2 separate regions of the Arachis hypogaea genome follow, and region 1 is linked to region 2. The links are chromatin contacts, called in public Hi-C maps. All regions are on one chromosome and are shown on one strand. Each heading gives the region's core, a stretch centred on a gene start, on an enhancer-like site or on the middle of the called end of the contact. The rest is flanking DNA. Distances are from core to core; before and after follow the strand shown. Region 1 has its middle 6.7 kb from the start of LOC112777218. Region 2 holds the start of LOC112780138 (probable alkaline/neutral invertase D).

Region 1 (5,023 bases), core at 106-2,605, 45 kb after region 2:
TGAACTCAACTGTATCTAAGTTTCCACCAATAAACAAAAGTTTTTCGGTTGATTCGTCAAAAAAGTTAGTTGGAAAATTATTTAAAAAAGAATACACGGTTTGTAGTAGGAACGTTATTCTTGGTATAAAACCTATTTACGTCGCTATACAAATTTAAAATAAATTTATTTGTGCATATTATTTCACAGTACATAAAAACGATGAAAATTATTTTAAAAAAATACCTGAATTATAATCTAATGATTTATTTTGTTATTCTCTTTTTGTTAGTGCGATAAAATACTTAAATATTTTTACCCAAAATATTATATAAAATCTTATTAATTTCTTCAATAATAAATGCATAACATGAGTTGTTTATCCAAACTTTGCAATTGGGGGGAATATAAATCCAACCATGTTTGCTGGAAACGTGTAGGTATGTCTCATCTCTGAGTTCCCACTTTTAAGGAAGACCCAAATATTCACATTACAATGACGGTGTAAATATTTTCAAAGAAGATCAAACAAAAACAAAAATTTAGTTATTTCTAACATCTGTCAAAATATATTTTTAGACCTTCTAAATATTTATAGATCATTTATTAAAGGATTTTGCTCTTCTGTGGCATTAAGTTAAGCATATTATTAAAAAAATATTTTAATATTATTTATTACTAAATATTTTTTTTATAGTATATTTAACCTATATTCTTAGAACACACGATAGCAAAATCTTTTATTAAAATAGTCTTACACTAACAATGAAAATTAAATTTGCATTATGAGATACGGGCGATTTATTTATTAGTAAATGATTCGGTCATTTTTTTACATAATTATAATTATAAATATTATGTTAATTGAAAACTATTTTAACTAACATGTATCCTTAAACATACATGCTAATGTTATTAATTAAATTTTTTTTATAAAAATATATAAAATTTAATTTTTTAATATATTTATTAAAGTAAAAATTTTACTTAATATATATTTTAAAATACAAGATAACAAAGCCTATTAGAAAATTGAAAGAAAAACATGATATTATATTTATAATTTTGGGGAATGGAAGATACACAGTCAGCAATGAGTTGGATAATGTAAATCTTATCCTTGAGAACCTAATTCCTGCTACCAAGTAAAGTATATGTCTCCACATTCTTCAACACATTAAAGAAGAATGAAGCGTTCAAGAAAGTGCAAAATCAGATCTTGGGAAAAAGTTAAGCAGGCTTTACTCCTAAGAAAAAGTGGACTTTTGAAAAATGAAAACCATAATATATAACTTAAGGTCTTTGCTGGCTACCCCTTTTACCCCAACTTGGTGTATACCTCTATTGAATGGAATGGGTCAACAAAGGTGACCCCATTTTTTGAATATCTTGATATTGCTTGAGTAATGCTCACATCACTCATTGTTTTGCATCTTCTTGTCATGACTCATCAGCAACTACTATTCCTTTTTGCATGTGAACCATGATGTATCCTCCTACCACACTTGAAGGGGCCTCTAATTTTATATTTAAATTTAGACATTATATTTTTATACCATTAATTTCTTATTGTGGGACTCATAAACTCAATTCTCATACAAGATTAGATATAAGATTGGTTTTGTTCGTCTGCTCGGGTTCTTCACCGATCAGGTTGAAGTGGTGTCTGAACAGATGCGAAGGGGGGTCGGGACCTGAGCACGAGTTGAAGGGTGAAATCTGCTTACAACGTTGGTTGGACGGCGGGTGAGGCCTCTTGTAAGGACATTCTGATGCCAAAGTCAGTATTCGTAATAGGAGAGGACTAATTAAAGTTAAAAAGGTGATTTAGTTTTGAGATGAGTAAGTTATCTCCTTTTTATACTGTGTACTTAGGTGGGCCCTTTGTGAACAGACCTACTTGTTTGGAAGTTTCGGCCAGCTGTCTAGATTCCTGGGAAAAAGGAGGTGTCTCCTTTTGGTTCGAATCGGTGGCTCGCGTCCGAACCTTGGTTCTTAGCAGGTTGGACCGGAACAGATTTAGTCGTAACTCAATTACTAATGTGCTATATTTTTTCAAAATTTATTATTAAAATAACATTTTTTAAAATTAATTATCTAACTACCCCACTTTTGTTAAGTTGATAATTAATTTGTCAGTTTATTTTTAATTAGAATTAATTATCATAATATAAAAAAGATGACATTTAAGCGTTAAGTTTTGGATTTAACCGTTGAATTTTTAATATAATTGTACATTTGTAGAACTTATTAAACTTAAACATATGGATAAACTAGTATAACTCTTTGGGTGTGTTTGTGAAACACGTTGAAGAGGATAAAAGTGCGTTTCAATGCTTTGAACGCTGTTCTTTGATGTTTGGCAACTTTTCTTCTCTCAACGCCAACGTGATTCTGCATCCCAAAAGCTCGTTCACTAGAAGCAATAAATTATAGCTTCTGCGTTTACTCAACGCACGTTTAGGTTGTTGCTAGTTATTATTGGTTTTTCCATAATTTTTTTTATATAAATACTGATAATATTAAAACAATTATTTTAATTTTTCATAATATATATTATTGTTCCTATTAAAAATGATAAATTAAATAAAAAATTAATTATAAATAATAATAAAAATATAACTTGTAAAAAATTAGAACCTAAAATAATAATAAAAATAAGATTATTAAGAGTACTTAAAAAGAGTACTAAAATATATTATTTTATATATTATTTTTAATTTAATAAATAAATATTAATTTTTATTATAAAAAAATACTTAAAAAGTTGTTAATTTTTATATGTTATTTTTAATTTTATAAATAAATATTAATTTTTATTATAAGAATAAAAAATTATAATATATTAAAATAGAGTATTATAAAAAATATTATATAAAAAATAATAAAAAATATATAAAAATTAAATATATTTAAAAAATAATATTATAATTTAATATTATATTTTTTTAGTAATTAATTAATTATTTATCTAGAAGTGATTTTAATTAATATTATCCAAATAATATTTATTTTATCAAAATCAATTTTAGTAAAAATTGCCAAACATAAATTATATTAGCACAAACTCACTTCTAACCAAAATCAATTCTACAAAATCACTTCCAATCAAACTCCAATTTGACCAACGTGAATCCAAACACACACTTTGTCAACTAAGATTCATGCTTATCTATTAGTTTGTAGTTACTATATAATAATATTATTATTATTTCTCTGGTTGGAGTAGGTAGAATTTTTTTAGCTTCAGATAGAGTAGGGTCTGATTGTGTATGTTGCAAGGTTCTATTTTCTATGTGCCCTTTCTTTATTTTCCATCTAAGGTATTTTCTCCAGCTAAAGTGGCCTGCCATAAAAAGACCATTGACCAAATTTTGGCACATACCCTGGTCGTTCAACACCCTTCTTTTTTCTTTTCATCTGGGAATGTACCCTCATAATTTTTTTTAATGGAAGATGTAAAATGTAATTTTTAATTTTTTTATTTTTTTATATTTTTTTATTTTATTTATAAAATATATAATAAAAGATCTCACTTTATCCGTTCGAGTGAAAAAAAAATCCAATCCCCCAAAACTAAGACACTTTTTTACCTTCAATGATGGATATAAAATCAATTTTATTCTGACAAAAAAAGATTAGCTACTTTGTCTTGGGTCTCAAGTCTCAACCTCGAGTTATTTTCTAAATTAGTAAATTCTAAACATAAAAAATAATAACTCTGCACAGATAATATATTAGAGATACTCATACACCTTCCTTGATAATTTAAAGATGAGAAGTGCAACGGAAACGAGAGTTTTTGTAATTTATAACCATCAATTAGTTATCATTAGTATTTTTGATAGTATATAATTATATCTAATGATATAAGATTACACACTTTTTTTTTGTTAATTAAATACTACCTAATTTTTAATAAAAATGCTGATCCCTAGACTTTCTTTTTAAAGATAATAGAACTATAAACTATCTAAACAAAATTAAATTCATTTATTATTTTCTTTTTGGGGTGTCAAGAAACAGAATTAACTTTTAATAACATCACTTTAGAAATAGTGAGGAATTGATGGGAATTGGGGATGGTATTTGTCGCAAAAAAAGATAGTGCAATTCTCAAAGTCTTAGAAGTCATTTATTAAAAAGAAATCTTAACAAACATTATTGTTCTTTCATAGGCATGCCTCGGTGTGCTTAGTTATGCGATAGCCGTTAACTAGGGAAGGTCATTTTGATTTAGATACAAATCCAAATGTCGAACGTAGACTGCATATTTCTCTACCATTTTCTTTACCTCATTAAGTTTTTCCTGCTTTTGCAACATGTTTTTAATATTTGCAGGAGGCTAAGTATATCTTATTAACTTACCATGATCTAATGACGAGAACATAAATCTCAATTGCAGTTTCACTATGTGGATTTTACCGTTTATTTTTTTAGATATGGGTAAAACTATGGTGTAATACTCAGTTATTAAATTTTTTAGTTTTTTTTTAAAAGAAAAAATCTAAAGAACCAACTATAATTTAACTCAACTTTTTTTTATTTTTTATTTTGAAATTCAAAAAATTAAGATAATGGGAAGTTTTTTTTTTATATAGAAAAATCTATTTTTTAACTAATTGGCTAAAGTTGGGTTCACGCCGATTAGTTCCTAGCAGAACCATTTTTAAAATTATGGGGGCGGGACAATACATTCTGCGTATTATCTAGTCCCATAATTTTTAAAAAAAAAATCGCGAATTTAATAATTGAATATTGCACCAAAATTTTTTCAATATTTAAAAAAATAGCCGAATTTTTACTTTTATATTAAAATATAAAAAGAATAAAAGGTGCCCAGATTCCCGAGAATTTCTAGGGGGAGAATCTCTAACCTAATTGGGTTTCATCTGCCAAATATGACCGGATATTTTTGTTACCCAAACTAACCAAATGTCGACTTTTTGTAATATTGGTTGACATTTGGTATAAATATAATGCATTGTTATTGGAGGCATTGAAGAAAACGCTGCGGCTGATTTGTAGAAAGCAACAAAAAGAC
Region 2 (5,007 bases), core at 1,664-4,163:
TTAAATGTACTCTGAACTCTAAGTTTAACTAAGTAACAAAGCAATGAGAGAGAGGAAGAACCTGGCCAAGACCCTCCATTATGGTAACTCCATCTGGTATTTTTTGGATCACAACCAGTAACAATTCGCCACTCATGGCTCTCTATTGCAGGATAAGATATTTTTAGGGGCATTTCCCCAACCAACTCATCCCAACGAGCTTCAATAAGATCCATGATAGCCATTGATTGCTCTGGAGTAGCTAGAGAAGATAGAATTGCAACACAATTGCCTAAAGCAAACCATCGAAAATCCATCCGGGCTGGACTGACATTTCCAATAAAGTAGCCTCCACGGGTTGGCATAAAGTCAAATACCCACTCTGGGATTGAGTCAGGAATAACATTGAACTTGTTGACGGCAGTATGTGAGTATTCCTCAGTCTTATACCGATAGATATCATTTAGTTGTTGGAAATCAAGCCAAAAGTAACTCCGCATGTGATAACTTAAAGCATGCAAACGCTTCACAATGCGTTCTACACATTCTTTTCCTTCTGCATCGTCCTGTTTGAGCATTGATAAAGCACATCGCAGTGCCATGAAGAAAAGTGCTTGAATCTCTATAGGATACCCATAAATGCCCTGAAAAGGTTGGAGAAATAATTAATAAACATGGAGGTTCTTCAAAAATAAAAATCACCAGAACATATAAGTGAATGCTTGTTCCCAAGGACTTGGAAATTACATACAATAACTAATAAAGGAATAAGGGCAAAACCTGAAACAAAAATAAAATTGCATTTGCAAATTGGAACACCTGGAACTATAAAATAGCCAAGGTCCAACTTTGTAATATATAATGGAATGTAACAAGCCAACAAGCAACCATTCTCATTGTCATATAACATAAGCAACAACACTGCAAACTATGTCATACCATTCTTCGATCAATCATGCAACATCCATCAGCACAAAGCAGAGTTGGAAAGGTATCAAAACCCTCAGACAGGCATAGAGTCAATATTAGCTTCATTCCCTTTTGACAATCCGGTGATTCAGCCAGAGATAAATCCCCAGTAGACTTTGTGTATGCACGAAGCAAGATAATCCACCAGAATCCAGAGTCAACAGGAGCAACTCTACCAATTGCACTTTCACCAAAATCTGCAATAAGAGTATCTGTTTTCCTAACAGGATCATGAAGGACTTTGAAACTAGCTGGCATTACACCTTCACCAAGCTTAAATCGATCTACTCTTTTTTCCCAACCCTGAAGATGCAAGGTCTTCAGCAAAAAGTTCTTAACAATATCTGGTTCACCATTCATCAGAAAGGCTAAAGCACTTGGCACAAAATCTCGAACAAAGACCTATGCAAGAAAAATGTATCAATTAAGTTTCCATAGCTAAAATGAGTCACATTTTTCAAAACCTCAATAATCACACTAAAAAATAGTAACAAGAAATCCAGACTTGGAATTCACCTGATCATAGTTCAGAACCTCCTCCGCTTGATGATCAACAGCTGCAATTGTGCCAACAGGTTGCCCTCTGAAATGGACTAGAGATTTCCGGAGGGATTCCCAGGCATCAGCAACCATAGGATGAGGCTCAAATGAATTCCGTGTTGAAGAGGCTGGCGTGTCAAAACCAGATCTTACCCCAGGCGAGTAAGTGTCATAGTTATCCATGCCCCCTCTCGCCAAACCGATAGACAGCTCACTAAGCGACCTCTCATCGAATGATCTCTGCCTTTCAATATTCAACCTTGGCTTGTCAAGGAGACGTGAGAGATCAAAATCATCTATCTCAGAGATGGAGGCATGAGAGCCAATTTTCTTTAGTCCAATATGCCCGTCCATTTTCTCTACTTCCCCAACAATAGCCAAATGATATTATACAGAAATAGAAATTATCTACAACCAAACAAGAATGTTGAGAAAACGAAAAGCTGTCAAACACAAATCCAGGACAACCACATTACTTATATCACCCAAATGAGTATAAAATAAACAATAAACAACATCAGAAACGTAAAGCACACTCAGAAGTCAAAATCAACACGATCCAAATGATTAAAATAACATTTCAAAGATAACTCTTCTTAACACTAAAGCTCCACGAATGCGAGTAAAATCTAAAGAAAAACCAAACAATTCCTCAACACGCTGTTAGCATAACCAAAAAAAAAAGGAAGCAAAATCTTTCAACTCTCATCAAACATCAACAAATTCACACAACTTAAAACAAAAACTAAACCACAAAATGAAGCAACAAACGAGAAAAACAAGTAACAGATCCAGATGCAAGAGCTAAAAGCCAAAAGAAAAGTGGAAAGAAGAATGAAACATCATCTCACGACTCGAACACCGAACTACGGCGAAACAAGGAATGTCTCTAAATGGAGATTCGAATTCTGAAGGATCGCAATTCATCGATAAGCAGGAAAAATGAACCAAAAACACAGATCTGAGGTTAACCAGCGGGAAAAAGAAAAGCGAATCGCGTTGTTCGAACCTGAGGGAGGAGCGAGGTGTGGCGGCTGTGGAGCGAGATTTTCCGGTGGCAATAACGGTGATTGTCCGGCGAGTTCGCCGGGAAATGGTTGCCGGAGAGCTAGAAGAAGAGAGTGAAGAGAAACAGAGAGGGGAAAAAATTTAACGTGAGCTCGAAAGCTCGTATTTATAACGCGGAGGAGCAACTTAGAGAGAGAAAGTAGTGAGAAATAGTTGAAGAGAGATAAAGCGTAGTAGCCAATCGGAGACCGTTTCACCCAGTTTCGTTTCTTTTCTAACAATTTCGTTTTCGGGAAATGGGGAGTACCGGTATTAGCCGGTTGCGGCAAGGAATCATCCACGTCAGCAAAACGACACCGTTTTGCTCTTCTGTTCTTTTCCGACTCGTGCGTTTCTTCGTTTCTGATTTGGTAGCGAGGAGCATGTGTGTTTGTGTCTGCGTGTATTTATAATTTTGAAAGGGATATTATTATTTTTTTAATTTTTTATGGAAATTAATTAATTAATTAATTGATTCATTAATTTGGGTTGGTGGCTGGATTTCTTAAATTGATCTGATTCTATGTGCCACGCCCCACGGTACGACAGCTACATTTCAACTTGTAATTTTCCTCCTTCTATATTCTAAAATAAAAAATGTGATATAAAAAATGAAGGAAATTGACTTCTCTTTGTGTACAGAGGATGAAAGAAAATTGACTTTTGAGTTTTGAGTTTTGACAAAGCTTTTTAGATGTTTAAAGCATGAAATATGTACATTTTTGTGTGTGTTCTTTTTATAATTTATTTATTTTTACAATTCGAATATGATAGTTGAGTTTTAGAGATACGCATTTAGTGCATAATAAAAGGAAAAATTAAGGCCCCATTGACTAAACAGGGATGGATATGGAATGATATTTATTGTGTGTTACTTTAAATTTAACCGTAAATTTATTCAGATCCATTTGTCTTTGTTGTGTTACTAATAATTAATTATGCCGCATAAATATAAAAAATATCATTCTATTATGTCAAATTTGATTATTTTAATAGTTAATAATTTTATTACAAAATATATAAATATATTGTTGTGACTGATAATTGTATTTCAAGAATATTTTTTACTAGCGATATTATAGAAAATTACGTAAGCTACTATCCGAAAAAAAAAAGAAGAAGAATATCTATCTTAGTAATATTAAAAAAAATCAAAATTCATCTTATTTAATATTCATTAATTATTACTGAATATTAAATAAAATAAATTTTGACTTTTTTTACTAATTTATTTTAATTACTAAATATTTCGTCTTAATGACTTTGACTTCAAATGGTTACAACAAAAAAAAATCGTTAACAGTTAGTAGTATTGAATATGTACCAATATTAAATATTTTGCCCAAATCTTATTTACTGGTTAGTAATTACTAGTAGTATATTAGTATGAAATATGTAATGATATTAAATATCTTATCCAAATATCTACTGGTAGTAATTATTACTTTATTAGTAAATATCTTATATTACTTTATTAGTAAATATCTTATCCAAATATTTACGGGTATTAACTATTTTAGAAGACTTTCAAATTTGTCTAACTGTCTTATTATGATAAACTTATAATAGTAACATATATAATTATTCATATATATTTATATTCATAAGTTTAAGCTTTTAATTTTAAAATAAGTAACTTTATTACATATGGTATCAAAATTTGTATCACAAAAGTATATAGAATTTTATTATTATTAACAAAAAAGTTAATATAAAATAAATAAAAAATTATACAAAATTCACACAAATACAAAAAAGACTTTTACATAAATTAAACTTTTGGATAAATGATTTTTTGACATGTCTAATATATATACTTGTTACCAATTTTAGCAGTCCAAGCTCAATTTTCATATTGCTCCTAATAATACATTATTCTCTACTAGTCTCATGATGTTATGATTATTATATCCCTATCAAATAAATTTAGATCATAATATTCATTAATTGACATTAAAATATATTGATATTGCATATAAATAATAGAAAGTATTCTCCAACTATAATATTAGAAAGACAATATTATTTAAAATTAATTTATATAACATAATATTCATAATTTTATTTAAACAAATAACATCTGTAATTATATATTTATTATTTTTTAAATTACAAAAATATTTTAAAAATAATTAATAAATATTAAATAAGATAATTTTAAATTATTTAAGTTAATTTTTTATTATCTTCTAAATATTATTATTGTTTTCCAAATATGGTATAAACCGAGAATATGCCATGCCACGAAGAACACTGTGACACGTCCTTTATTATTCCATTGAGAATCCAAAAATTGTAGGAAAGTAAGAATATCAGTTAACAAGAAAAACAAATAAGCTTTGACGTGAGTAAAGAATCCTTGATCCTACTCTTACATTTATTAAATTATAATTTCTCAAATCAACCTTAGCTTTCTATGAATTCTCTTCTTATCTTATACATTTCCTTCGCTGAAAGAGAGGTTATTATTAC

What was found. Hi-C and Micro-C count contacts between places; a contact is called where the count stands out from the background.
Region 1: a Hi-C map of an unstated tissue shows a contact between it and region 2, with 2.9 times the contacts expected there. The contact joins the enhancer-like site here to the promoter of LOC112780138 in region 2. A contact is called at or near these places in 2 of 8 Hi-C or Micro-C datasets (leaf and an unstated tissue).

Annotation. Positions count from the first base shown.
Region 1 is chr19:148,448,311-148,453,333 of arahy.Tifrunner.gnm2.J5K5, forward strand. No RefSeq gene overlaps it. Among protein-coding and RNA genes, the nearest start is that of LOC112777218, 6.7 kb to the right of the region's middle. Within about 2 kb of position 1,356, at least 2 of the 3 cell types and tissues checked have open chromatin away from gene starts, as enhancers often do.
Region 2 is chr19:148,401,832-148,406,838 of arahy.Tifrunner.gnm2.J5K5, forward strand. It overlaps LOC112780138 (probable alkaline/neutral invertase D), which reads right to left and starts at 2,914. Exons shown (of 5, transcript XM_025824478.3): 1 at 2,498-2,914; 2 at 1,465-1,931; 3 at 919-1,350; 4 at 62-623. The coding sequence starts at 1,842.